Regions from separate parts of the Sus scrofa genome. Here regions 2 and 3 are each linked to region 1. Evidence: chromatin contacts called from public promoter capture Hi-C data. All regions are on one chromosome and are shown on one strand. The core of a region is the stretch at or near the end of the contact, and the rest is flanking DNA. Distances in the headings are between cores, read along the strand shown. Region 1 holds the start of PPIB (peptidyl-prolyl cis-trans isomerase B). Region 2 holds the start of PCLAF (PCNA-associated factor). Region 3 holds the start of CSNK1G1 (casein kinase I).

The links. Promoter capture Hi-C pulls out the DNA fragments that hold promoters and counts their contacts.
Region 2: a promoter capture Hi-C map of fetal liver shows a contact between it and region 1, with 2.3 times the contacts expected there. The contact joins the promoter of PCLAF here to the promoter of PPIB in region 1. A contact is called at or near these places in 1 of 5 promoter capture datasets (fetal liver) and 1 of 2 datasets of contacts at active chromatin or transcription factors (alveolar macrophages).
Region 3: a contact with region 1 is called in a promoter capture Hi-C map of fetal liver, with 2.1 times the contacts expected there. The contact joins the promoter of CSNK1G1 here to the promoter of PPIB in region 1. A contact is called at or near these places in 3 of 5 promoter capture datasets (fetal liver, fetal skeletal muscle and liver) and 1 of 2 datasets of contacts at active chromatin or transcription factors (alveolar macrophages).

What each region holds. Positions count from the first base shown.
Region 1 is chr1:107,884,588-107,889,238 of Sscrofa11.1, forward strand. PPIB (peptidyl-prolyl cis-trans isomerase B) reads left to right here and starts at 2,076. Exons shown (of 5, transcript XM_021093880.1): 1 at 2,076-2,352; 2 at 3,059-3,172; 3 at 4,545-4,638. The coding sequence starts at 2,218.
Region 2 is chr1:107,657,552-107,662,202 of Sscrofa11.1, forward strand. PCLAF (PCNA-associated factor) reads left to right here and starts at 1,958. Exons shown (of 4, transcript NM_001244997.1): 1 at 1,958-2,092; 2 at 2,343-2,420; 3 at 3,933-4,095. The coding sequence starts at 2,047.
Region 3 is chr1:107,688,142-107,692,792 of Sscrofa11.1, forward strand. It overlaps CSNK1G1 (casein kinase I), which reads left to right and starts at 1,909. Exons shown (of 14, transcript XR_002344535.1): 1 at 1,909-2,108.

The DNA of each region.
Region 1 (4,651 bases), core at 826-3,325:
CAGTGTAAGAAAGGACAAGGTAATGTCAGGGGCCATGCATAACTTCAGAATCAGGTTGGCACCTTATATAAAGACCAAATTGCTGAGGTGAACAATGGAAAAGGAGCCATGTCTACCTAAGATCAGGGCTGTGAAGACCAGGAATTGCTATGAAGTTAGTATTTGAAAATCAGTTACTTAATGCTATGGTTCCCAGTTTCAGAAAGATGTCAGTGTGCGGGGGTTTTTTTGGCCGGAGGATGTAAGACTCCCAGTTCTTAAGTATATGTGTTGTCGACTGTTGGGAACAACAAGTCTGTTTGGAGACCTGAGATACTGCTTGGGGACATCTGACTACTATCCCTGACTTTCCTGGAGGTTTCTAGAGAAGGGAGACTAAACTTAAGATTGTTGCAGGTATTGTTTCCCATCTCATTTCTAACAGTGATGCTGTTCCAATCAATATTTGTTGTGCACTTAGCCCTGCAGCAGTTAGGAGAGCTGTATACTAAGTAAGGGCAACACAGTCCATTCCTCACACAAAAAATGTAGTTACTTGGAAAACAGGTAAAGAAAGGAAGTTAAGAACCAGAGTACAGGAGTTCCTGTTGTGGCGCAGCAGAAAGAAATCCAACTAGGAACCATGAGATTTTGGGTTTGATCCCTGGCCTTGCTCAGTGGGTTAAGGATCCGGCGTTGCGGAGTTCCCGTCGTGGCGCAGTGGTTAACGAATCCGACTAGGAACCATGAGGTTGCGGGTTCCGTCCCTGCCCTTGCTCAGTGGGTTAAGGATCTGGCGTTGCTGTGAGCTGTGGTGTAGTTTGCAGACGCGGCACGGATCTCACGTTGCTGTGGCTCTGGCGTAGGCCAGTGGCTACAGCTCCGATTCGATCCCTAGCCTGGGAACCTCCACATGCCGCGGGAGTGGCCCAAAGAAATAGCAAAAAGACAAAAAAAAAAAAAAAGGATCCAGCGTTGCCATGAGCTGTGATGTCTAGGTTGCAGATGCGGCTTGGATCTGGCATTGCTGTGGCTGTGCATAGGCTGGCAGCTACAGCTCTGATTCGACCACTAGCCTCCATATGCTGTGGGAGCAGCCATTAAAAAAAAAAAAAAAAAAAAAAGAACCAGAGTACACACTAAAGTGTGCATTGACAAACACAGCAGTACAATTAGAGAAGGGAGAGGGAAAAAACGTAGTACTGTGATAGAGATTAGTAATAAAAAAAAAAAAAGTAGGACTTTTAAAAATTGGAGTTGCAGTTCCCAACTTGGTGCAGCGGAAACAAATCCAACCTGGAACCATGAGGATGAGGAACCATGAGGATACCTGGTCTCACTCAATGGGTTAAGGATCCTGCGTTGTGGTGAGCTGTGGTGTAGGTCGCAGAGGCGCCTCTGATGGTGCTGTGGCTGTGGTATATGTCGGCAGCTGTAGCTCCGATTAGACCCCTAGCCTGGGAACCTCCATATGCCACGGGGGTGGCCCTAAAAAGCAATAAATAAATAAATAAATGAACAGTTACAAAGTGTTAATTTCAGGTGTACAGCAAAGTGATTCAGTTTTACATATAGATACATTCACTCTTTTTCAGATCCTTCTTCCAATGGGTTATTACCAAAAAAAGAAAAAAAAGTGAAGCAAGTTTTGCACAGGAGTAGAATTCTGGTCGCTGTATATGGTTATACTACGAGTAGGCAGAAACGTGCCGCTAGTCTTTGAGGCTATCACATTTATATCCAATGTGGTGGTGACTAATCCTTGACTGTCCCAATACGGACAACGCTAAGTGTCTTCTGCCCCATCGATGCCCTTCCTCACGTAAAGTATCGGTCACCTCCTGCCAGTGGACTTGCAATCCCGCAAAGGCAGGGCGAGAGGGTGCAGGCTCTGCCTACTAGAAACTATAGTGTCTTCTCCCGGCGCCGCCTTCCGCTGACCCTCTTCCTGTTGGTCGGCGTTGGCGAGCTGGGGAGCCAATGAGGCCGCAGTAACGTGGCAGCCACCCACGAGCCCGCGTCCCTGCTAGCCCAGTCGGCGAGCCGAGCTCCGCCCCCCAGGGGGACCTACCATCTGGCGCCGACTCAGAGGGGGGAAATGGGGCCCTCCTCCGCTTGGAGGCCGGTAGGAACCCCTGTCTCCCCCCGGCTGCTCTGGGTGGCGGCGCCGGGGCCCACGCCGCTCCGCCCCGCCCCTTCCGGCCTCAGCAGCCCTGTAGCGCTCGCTTTTCCCGGTGGATGCTGCGCTTCTTGGAGCGGAACATGAAGGTGCTCTTCGTCGCCGCCGTAGTCGTGGGCTCGGTCCTCTTCCTGCTGTTGCCTGGACCTTCCACGGCAGATGAGAAGAAGAAGGGACCCAAAGTCACTGTCAAGGTCCGCCCTCCCCTCTCCAGACCTGCCTGCCGAGGCCCGCCCTTCGCCGCCTGGGTTCCGGCCTTGGCGCCGCTAGTCACATGTGTCCGAGGCGTTTACGGCCCCGGAGCTCAGGCCTGGGCGTCCTTGGCTTTGGCTCTGCCCCCTCTCTAGTCTCTCTGCTGTGCTTCTTGGCGCCTGAGCGGTCCTCGCTTATTCAGACCAGAGATTGACCTGAACCCTCCCCGTTAGCCTGGCCCTGGCCCAGGCTTTGCCACCCATGATGCCCAGCTGGGCTGGCACTGAAGACTCAGAGCCGTTTATGCACTGCTGGAGAAATGGTGAAAGATTACGTCTGCCAAATTGCCAGTCCTTTATCTACTCAGGTCCAGTTGTAGCCACTTCCAATTACAAGGCACATTTGTGTAGTTTTAAACCTGAGGGGTGTGCTTAGGCTCCCCTCCTTAGGGTTTTTGATGTTAAATTTTATCATCTGGGCCCATTATTTATTTAGAGCAAAGGTTGTTAATCTGTAGTCTAAGGAGATTGTCAACAAACTAAACGTAAATTTTCATGGGATTTTTGTTGCTACCAAAGTCATATTTAGAAACACTGCTCCTAAAATATGGCTGTTTTCTCTCCCATCCTCTGGGTAGCTTCTTGGGTCCCCCTTCCCTAGCAAGGCCCCTTCAAAGAGGCCAAGTTCAAAATGGTATTTTTTCTTCAGGTTTACTTTGACCTGCGAATTGGAGATGAAGATATAGGCCGGGTGGTCATCGGTCTCTTTGGAAAGACAGTTCCAAAAACGGTGGATAATTTTGTGGCCTTGGCTACAGGAGAGGTAAGTGGCTAGAGTGGAGGTAGCCAAGCTCAAAAGAAGTGAAATTGGCATATAGGGCTGGCAGCAAACTGACTTCCCCATCCATAACAGTGACAGAGTACCAGCTGTGCCCTCTGGCACAGGGAACCCACTATTACTATATCTATTGGGTTTTTTAATTAATTTATTTATTTTTTACTTATTAGGGCTGCACCTGCGGCAAATGGAAGTTCCGGGGCTAGGGGTCTAGTTGGAGCTACAGCTGCTGGCCTATACCACAACCACAGCAATGCCAAACCGATCCTCATATGTGACCTGTGCTGCAGCTTGCAGCAACGCCAAATCCTTAACCCACTGAGCAAGGCTAGGGATTGAATCCACATCCTCATGGATACTAGTCCAGTTCATAACATGCTGACCCACAATGGTAACTCCTCTACTGAATTTTTTAAACTGAATCCAGAATTAGGATTATTATTTTCTTTTTTTTTAAGAAAAGTTTTCATCTTTGAGACATCATGGTAACCAAAGAAAACATCTATGGAAACTAGTCTGTAGCTTCTGCACCAGAGTAAGGGGCTCAGAGCTTTCCAGGTTTTAATGAAATGAATGTCCTTCCTATATAAGAAAGTTTCTGTTTTGGAGTTCCTGGTGGCTCAGCAGGTTAAGGATCCGGAGTCGTCACAGGTGTGGTGCAGGTTCCATCCCTAACCTGGGAACTTTGGCATGCCGCTGGCATGGCCCAAAAAATAAAAAAGAGCTTGTATTTCAACTTTCCATTGGTTAGTAGGTAACTGGGTTTTTTCTCTTTTTTTGGTCTTTTTTTTGCCTTTTCTAGGGCCGCTCCCGCAGCATATGGAGGTTCCCAGGCTAGAGGTCTAATCAGAGCTGTAGCTGCCAGCCTACGCCAGAGCCACAGCAACGTGGGATCCGAGCCGAGTCTGCAACCTACACCACAGTTCATGGCAACACCAGATCCTTAACCCACTGAGCAAGGCCAGGGGTCAAACCCGCGACTTCATGGTTCCTGGTCGGATTTGTTAACCACTGAGCCGCGACGGGAACTCCGGTAACTTTTTTTTTGTCAGTTTTCTTGCATCATCTGTTCCTATGATTAGATGTGGGAAAATGTGGAGGCATTCTGTGAAGTAGAATTGTGTATAAAGTCTGGGAATTTGTCTAAAGGCAGAGGACTGTGTGGTCTCAGCCTTTCCTGGATCTGTGTATGCCACACCTGGCCTGTGGTAACTGCTCACCCACTAGCATGTTGAGTCTGCCAGCAGGGGTTTCTCTTCTGTGAGCAGGAGTTGTTGGCTGCGTTCCTGCAGGGCCTGTTTAATGTCTGCTTGGTATACCTCGTGCCTCCTCCTAACTTCCTCATCCCTTTTTCTAGAAAGGGTTTGGCTACAAGAACAGCAAATTCCATCGTGTCATCAAGGACTTCATGATCCAGGGTGGAGACTTCACCCGGGGAGATGGCACTGGAGGTAACCCCAGGTC
Region 2 (4,651 bases), core at 708-3,207, 230 kb before region 1:
TGATATCACAAATCTAGAATCTAGTATATGGCACAAATAAAACTTTCCACAGAAAACTCATGGGGAGTTCCCTTCATGGCGTTCCTAGCAGAAACAAATCTGACTAGGAACCATGAGGTTGCAGGTTCTATCCCTGTCCTCATTCAGGGGGTTAAGGATCCGGGGTTGCTGTAAGCTGTGGTGTAGGTCACAGACACCGCTCTTCCAGCGTGGCTGTGGCGTAGGCCCGCAGATAGAGCTCCAATTTGACTCCTAGCCTGGGAACTTCCATATGCTGAACAGTGCAGCCCTGAAAAAACAAAAAAAGAAAATGATTTTTACTAGACAGAGTCCCCCTTGTGGCTCAGCGGTAACCAAATAGACTACTAACCTTGAGGAAGAAGGTTAGATCCCTGGCCTTGCTCAGTGGATTAAGGACCTGGTGTTGTTGCCATGAGCAGTGGTGTGGGTGATGCTGCTCGGATCTGGCATCGATATGGTTGTGGTGTAGGCCACCACCTACACTTCAATTGGACCTCTAGCCTAGGAACTTCCATAGGCCGCAGGTGCGGCCCTCAAAAAAAAAAAAAAAAAAATTTTACTATGCATCACTACCTTTTTCCTAAATTTTTACTCTATTATGTGTCCTTCTTTATCATAATTGTAATTAAAAAGACAAACATAAATATGGCTATAGTACCATGTAGACTGCCCCTATGTGCAAAGATATGTTTGCAATTTTTTGTAGCAATTTACTTGGCATATGTACTAAGGGAAAAGACCAGCAGATTCTCTATGAAGCTCTGATCTCTATGGGATTTGGGAATTAGGTAACTCAGCCCTTTGTAGAAACCAATTAACTGAAAAGGAAATAAGGTGTATTGTGAAAGCATTGTGTATTGAGAGGAGCTTGATGACAAAGAACAACTAGGGATACTCTAGGGCTTGTTGATTTTTCTGATAGGACTTTGGCTGTAATCTTAGACTCTTTAGATTTGGCCAGAGCTACAGGGAATTTGAAATACCTTTCCTCCTGTTATAATGTTAATATCATCTAGATTCTGTATTTCAGAAACACGCAGTAGCTGTTGATTCTGTTAAAGTACTGAGTAGACTTTTCTGAAATTTCAGCCATAATTTATTGACGAGAACCAACGACCTGCTTACACTTTTAGGGTTTCCTTTAAAGTATACATTTAACAAAATGCATCCTAAGGCTTTGATCAGGTTATGTGCATGGTATTCAGAGTGAAAAATCACTCCCCAGGGGTATCGTGAATAATTAGGATAAGCATTGGGACAGAAAATAGTTATTAGCTCTTATTCTAAAGTAATGTTCACTGTGTGCCGCGGACATACATTTAAGGTATTCTGAAACCGTGACAGGTCTCGGGAAAACATTTTATTATTATAAATAATGTTTCTTTTTATGTATGTATACACAATTCACCAAGTTTTTTCCTTCAGTTTCACAGCCTCCTAAAAAGGTTTTTTTTTTTTTTAAATCAAATCCCCGTAAATAAATTGTATTAGCTTCTTTTATCCCCATTCCATATAATTGTTTTAGTTATGGATGCTGTAAAGAAAGTTCATGCCAGAGTTAATAAAAAGTCCGCCTCATTTCAGGTGTCACGTCCAGAAATCGATCATTACGGATTTAATCCTGTGGTTATCTTTTGAAGAAATGTTGTAATTCGCTGTCTTTCTGGTATTTTCTTTTCTAAGCAGGCACTTAGAAGAGAATTCAGAATCTTAGCACCCACACCTGGGGCACCTCAGCAAAGCGCCCTGGCACCACCCATTCCGAGCGGATACGAATCACAAGCTTCTGCAAATTGATAGACGGGTCAGCACTGCGCCCAGCTCTACCACAGTCACCACTGGACGCTGGCGATTGGTTGCGCGTGAAAGGCGCGGAACCAATGGAGAGGCGGCCCGGGGTTGTCCGTGGAGCGCGCGGGAAAGAGACCAATATAAACTGTGGCGGGAGATTCGTTTTTGGGGCCTTGTCCCGTGAAGCACCCTCGGCAGGAGAGACGGTTGGTTGCTCTCATCTCGTTTTCGAATATGGTGCGGACTAAAGCAGACAGTGTCCCTGGCACCTACAGAAAAGGTGAGGCATTTGAGTACGGTGGTGGAGGGAGGGCAGCTCTCGGCGAGCAGGAGAGGCCGGGGCTCCCCACAGACCCGTCCGCAAACTCGTCCGGCCGGCGGGGAAGCAGCGGCCCGGCCCCTTTAACCAGGAGGAAGAAGCGGTTCCGACAGGGGACAGTTGTCTGCTGTTCTGGATCGCGGGGCTCTTCCTTCCAGTCGGAGACTATGCCTGCTCTCTTCTGAATGCCCTCCTTTGCCTCTCTCCACAGTGGTGGCTTCTCGAGCCCCCAGGAAGGTGTTGGGTTCCTCCACCTCTGCTAATTCCACGTCGCTTTCGTCAAGGAAAGGTAAAAAGCGCCCCTGCAAGCTCCTGGGAGGAACCCTCTCAAAAGGGGATCAGGCCAGGCATCACAGTTCTGACCTGCGAGCCTCCTAACCCACTGTGGAATTTGTTTTCCAGAGAGCCTCAGGCCCGAATTTCTAACTTGCCCTTTGATACAACGAGGGGGGCCTTGGTCTCTCGGCAGACTGAGGTAGAGTTGGGTCGAATGGTAAAGAATCTGAAGCCTTGGGTTGGGGACAGACACAGTTTCTCTTCCAACCTTTTTTCCCCCCCTCTACTTTAGCGTTTTTATTTTTCTTAATATTGGCAGCTGGGTTTTTCCTTGAAAGAGACTATTTAAGCACTCCCTTCCTAGATTAAATATTGGGATGAGGAGTTCCCCCTGTGGCACAACAGGGATCCTAGCTCTCAGCGCCCAGACGCATGTTCCATCCTTCTCTGGGTTAAAGATCTCGCCAACTGCGGCTCCAATCCTCGGCCTGGAAATTCCACATATCCGGGAGGTCAAAAAAGAAAAAAAAGAATTAGGATGATAGTTGACAGTGCTAATCACATTGTCGCAATGTCATCTTAAACATTTTTCGTTTCTGCCACAACGGGAACTCCTGAAGAATATTTATATTTTATAAATATCTTGTTAATTCTATTTTTTAGGCTAAAAGATAAACATTATAAAGTATTATTGCCTGAATATAGCTTTATCATGTCACATTTTTGTCTTCCTTTTTTTTTTTTTTTTGCTCTTTTCTAGGGCCGCACCCACTGCATGTGGAGGTTCCCAGGCTAGGGGTTTAATCGGAGCCTATGCCACAGCCACGCTGGTTCCAAGCTGCGACTTTGACCTACACCACAGCTCATGGCAATGCCGGATCCTTAACCCACTGAGCAAGGCCACGGATCGAACCCAACTTCATGGTTCCTAGTCGGATTTGCTAACCACTGAGCCACAATGGGAACTCCATCGTGGCACATTTTAAAATTCAGTTTAAAGAGTTCCTGCTGTCGTTCACCGGAAATGAATCTGACTAGCATCTGTGAGGATGCATGTTGGATCCCTGGCCTTAAGGATCCAGTGTTGCTGTGAGCTGTGGTGTAGGTCCAAGACGTGGTTCTCATTCCACGTTGCTAAGGCTGTGGCGAAAGCGGGAGGCTACATCTTCGATATGACTCTTAGCCTGGGAACTTCCATATGCCATGGATGCAGCCCTAAAAAACAAAGAAAAAAAATAATTTACAAGATAAAATTCAATTTAAGATGGATGCACTGCTACCATTTAATACACTTGGATTTATTTATTTATTTATTTTGGACTTATCCAGGGCATGTGGAAGTTTCTGGGCCAAGGATATAAGCAGCAGCACAGCTTCAACCTGAGCCACAGCAGTGACAACATTGGATCCTTAACCCACTGAGCCACAAAGGAACTCCTAATACCCTTTAGATTTGATAATAAAGAATTGTTTCCCTTTAAGGAATGGAGATTTTTATTGAGTCCCATCCATTTATATTTTATAGCCGAAAACAAGTATGCAGGAGGGAATCCAGTTTGTGTGCGCCCAACTCCCAAGTGGCAAAAAGGAATTGGAGAATTCTTCAGGCTGTCTGCTAAAGATTCAGAAAAAGAGAATAGGATTCCTGAAGAAGCAGGAAGCAGTGGATTGGGAAAAGCAAAGAGAAAGTAAGTTTTTATATTCTGGAATATAAAGAAACATATGTATTCTTGAAAATGAAAGACAACAGCACACTAAGTAACTTTTAAAATCTCTCTTTGACCAGATAAGAAAATACAAACCATATGCTTTTTAACCTCTTATTATAAGTCACTCCCAAATTTCAAACATCAACGATAGGTATTATTTTTCTCCTTTCAGTCGCTCAAAGAGGATCAGGGTCCATTCAGATGATAAGTGCTACATTATTAATCATGAACTCCTGCTCTTTATTCTTTAAGCTGTACTGTCTGTATTCCATAGTCTTTATTTTTTTTCAAAAATCAGTTTACATTTTCGTCTATCTACCTTGAATTGTCTTGAAATCACTTCTCAAAAAACTGCTAGTTCAACCTTCACAGGCAAATATAACTAATGAAATTGGAAAATATAGAAATCCCCATCACTTAGAGACCAACATCATGATGTATTTTCTTGCTTTTTTTCTGTTTTTTTCTTTCTTTTGCTTTTTGCTTTTTTCAGGGCCACACCCAAGGCATACAGAGTTTTCCAGGATAAGGGTCT
Region 3 (4,651 bases), core at 659-3,158, 200 kb before region 1:
TCCTATCCATCTTATGAGATATTTCAAAGGAATTTCAAATTCTGGAGCAGAAACTAAATTTTATACTGACACCTATCATTTCTGGTTTTAATAATATCAATAAGCAAGGTATCCAATCTCTTGGGATAGATTATGATGGAAGATAAGAAAAGTAATGTATATATATGTACGACCGGGTCACTTGTATAACAGATATTGGCACAACATTGTAAATCAATAATACTTTAATTTTAAAAATGTAAAAAGAAATTAACGAGGTTTTTTTGGTCTTTTTAGGGCTAAGCCCGAGGCATATGGAAGTTTCCAGGCTAGGGGTTGAATTGGAGCTGCAGCAACCAGCCTACACCACAGCACACCAACGGAGGATCCAAGCTGTATCTATGACCTACACCACAGCTCTTGGCAACACTGATCCTTAACCCACTGAGCAAGGCCAGGGATTGAACCTGTGTCCCCATGGATACTAGTGAGGCTGGTTACCAAAGAGCCATGGTTGGAACTCCTAAAAAGAAAATAGAAAGGAGGGGGATAACTTTTTGGATAGAATTTTTGTTTTTGGCTATGCATGAGGTATGCAAAATTTTCTGGGCCAGGGATCAAACCCACCCCACAGCGGCAACCGGAGCCACTGCTTCGGTGACTCCAGATCCTTATCTCACTGAGCCATACAGGAACTCCTGAATAGACCTTTTTTTTTGTTTGTTTTTTTAACTTTTTTTCTTTTTAGGGCTGCACCTTGGCATTTGGAAGTTCCCAAGCAAGGGGTCGAATCAGAGCTGCAGCTGCTGGCTTACACCACAGCCACAGCAATGCCAGATCCAAGCCGCATCTGTGACCTACACTGCAGCGCATGGCAACACCAGATTCTTAACCCACTTTTTTAGGGATCTACTGACTGCATCCTCATGGACTAGTCAGGCACGTTACTGCTAAGCCACAACAGGAACTTCCTGAATAGAGTTTTTTAATAGACTTGTTTCCATGATCCTATAATCTCTTCTGGTTCCTTCTCATTTTCTGGCCTCATTATTCCTTGTTCTTTCTCATTCTAATATGAAAAAGCTAATAGTCAGTATTAGGTTTAGAATATATGACAAGAATAAATCAGGTCTCTTATTAACACTTTTTTCTTGTCCACAGTATAGGAATGAGAATTTATTCTCAGTGGTGGATTAAATGTCTTTCTCCACAAGCTTGACTACCAGCTTCCTTTGGCCATTCCTCACGGTTTTTTCTCTTAAGGATTACTCACGTTACTTACAGCGAATCTTTGTTTTCTCCTTCCATTTAGTTCGGTTATTTTCATATCTTAAACATGTGCAATCTTTACAAAAGACAAGATAGGTGAAGACAGAAGTTTCTCACCTTCGATTTCGATTTCAGGGGCTCTCACAGGAGAACCAAGTGCTTGAAAAAGCTTTCGTAACATTGGAGGTTACCTAAAAAAATCCAGTTGAAACACAACTGAATATCCACAAGAGGGAGACGCTTGCTAAACCGCCTGAAACGAGGGATCAGAGAGATCCTTAGGAGGAGCCACTTGGGATTCGGGGCGGGAGGGAACTGGAGTAAATAATGACTGGGGCTAATAGTGCGAGTACAGCTAAGGAGAAAACTAAAGTGGGCTCTCTGTGTTTGGCAGGCGAGCCCGTGCTCCACCCAAGATAGGAGCAGGAGTAGAAGGTAAGGGTATGTTGCCACAGAGGAGCACACGCACGCAGCTCGGTTCTAGTAATCCCAGAAGAAGTGGGGGTGGCAGTCTTTGAAGGCACTTCCGCTTAGCAACCCCACGCGGTTGCTAAGGAGGGGCGGTAGCGAGGATGACCCGGAAGTGGTGGTGTACATTTCTCACTGCCAGCTTTAAGTTTGTCCTATCGGGAGCGCCCGGGTGCTTTGCGCCGGGCTGAGGGTGGGGCCAGCGCTAGTAGTTCCGGTTCGGCTTCTGCCGCCCCTCGGCTCCTCGCCTTCCCCCCTCCCCTCCCGCACTTTTCCTCCCTCCAGTTCCTAGGAAAGAGAAGCCAACGCTGCTGGTGGGTAGAGAAGCACTCCGCGCCTCCAGGAGGGAACTGCGCTCACCCCATCTGAGCCCCAGGACACGGCCAGACGAGGTACTCGCTCCGGCTTCGATGGGATCCGGGAGGCTCTAGCCTGAGGGTGTTGTGTGTGTGTCTAAGCCGGCTGGTGGGGGCCCCCTTCTCCGAGTCGGGGAGGGGAGCACCGAGATCCTGGGTGGGGCGCAGGCCGGCGAGTTTGATTGTAAAGGGTTTTAAGGACGGAATGCAAGGGCCAGGGCACGCCGCTGGCGGAGAGTTTCGAGTGGCCGGGTAGAGGTTTCGGAGAAGGCGCCCCTTGAAAGCAGAAGACTTAGCTGCTGCGGACTGGGAGTTTGCCACCTGGAGGGTTAGCTCTAAAAGGGGGAGCATCCTCTCCATCCAAAAGGAGAACATTGACCCTGGCGGGGTGGCTGGGACAAGCCCTTGCTTCAAATGACTGCTTCCCTTGGGCACCCCCCTGGGACAGAGCCCGGCTTCGAGTGTTGTGGGGGTTGTGAGTTGGCTGGGCACTGCGGGGAGCCGCCCTTGGCAGAGCTAGGGCAGAAGAGTGGGTAAGGAGACCTCCCTCCTCCCAATTTCCGTGCGCTTCCCCCACTTCTTCCTTTAGTGCTCTCTGGCCCCGGTGTCCTACCGGAGAGGTACCGCCTCCGCCCCCCAAGTGGGCAGGCATCACAGCGTAAAAGAAAGAGAGAGGGTGGAACTGGTTCTCTTGCCCCTCAATGATACTTAGAATGTTTGGCAAGTGCCAGAATGGCATATTTAGCCAAGTCTCCCATCTCGATATTAAATCTGGTGTAAATTATTTTAGAAAATGCAGTTCTGAAAAGCTCCAAACTATGGGCTAATTTAGCTTAGCATTGTTTGGTAGATACGCGTTTGTAAAAAATACACTAGGGGAACCGTATAGATATAGAGGTCTAGGCGAAACATGTTGAGGCAAGCCTTTTCCAACATCTTTCTTATCTGCCAGTAAGCCTGCCCTAGTTTAAATGAAGCAGAATGATTCTCTTCACGTATACTTCAGTTAGTGACCGAATTGTAGGTACTGTGTGATTATAGATGTCTCAGAATAGAGGCGTGAACATTCAGAGAGACAAGATTCTCTGCTTTTGCGCCTGTCTCCTAATCTTTTAAGGAGATAATTGTGGTCAAGTGGAAGTATTGGCTTTGAGGTTAGGTAAATCTGGGATTGAACCTGGACTGCCACTAGCTAGTTGTTGACCTTGGACAAGTCAAGAACTTACCAGAGATACAATTTCTTCAAAGTAATATGAGTTAAAATACTTACCAGTGTTGTAAGGGGGAGTAATGTATTTAAATAACAGCCCACTTTAAATGGAAGCACCTTCCAATTGAAAGATAAATTATTAATAATCTTAACACGGTTAAGGTAGCTTAGTTTTATGGATTAGGGTTTGAGATAGGAACAGAACTGGATAATATTCCAAAACATATTTGTACAACAGGATTTTCTGTGGCTTCTAGAAATTGATCATAAGCAGCATCAAATTATCAGGAGTTTCTTAAAAAGTATGTGAATTAACTGAAACGACCAATGATGTTTCAAAGGTTTTTCTCAGATTTGTGATGTGTATGGCATGGGTTGATAAGAAAAACATTTAAAAAGCAGTGTATATAAATCTTAATTAACATCACATGTCTTTATAGAGAATTAAAATTGAGGCATAAAACAAAGTACTTTTAATTTTACGATTAAAATCAACAAAAGTAGTATGATTCATGTTAAGTAGATTTAAGCTTATTAGCAAAACTTATAGAATTTTATATGTATAATATTCTGTGAAATAAATGAAAATGGAATGAATTTTTGCCTTTGAAGTATTTGTGATGACATAGAAATTATCTCAGAAGTTTTTATATCATTTGTTTTGTAGATTTAAAATGATACAGTTGTATGTAACCTATTAAATGTCAGATTTTCAGCTAGTTTGCTTTTTAATGTAATGTAGTTTGTAATTTAAAATTTTTAAATGTACTTTATATTCAAAAGATAATAGATTTTTGTGCAAAAAGTTGGTGTAAAGTTTTAATTCAGTATCACTTTTTAGAGAAGTTTATAGGTTTCATAATTTTTTTTTTTTTTGGTCTTTTTGCTATTTCTTGGTCTTGGGCGGCTCCCGCGGCATATGGAGATTCCCAGGCTAGGGGTCCAATCGGAGCTGTAGCCACCGACCGGCCTACACCAGAGCCACAGCAACGCGGGATCAGAGCGGCGTCTGCAATCTGCACCACAGCTCACGGCAACGCCGGATCGTTAACCCACTGAGCAAGGGCAGGGACTGAACCCGCAACCTCATGGTTCCTAGTCGGATTCGTTAACCACTGCGCCACGACGGGAACTCCATAGGTGTCATAATTTTGAGAGAAATTTTCAAATATATTGCCTCTTCATTTCCCTCTATTTTAAATAGTGTTGAATTTTATTTTTTTTTAATAAAATTCTCCAGCTATATTGTATGTTCCTTAAGTTAGAAATACTATTTTAAATTTTAGCCCCCACTGCAGCTACATGAAAGGCACCAAATAAATATTGGTCAAATTGATAGATGGATGGATATAGTAAAAATTATTATTAT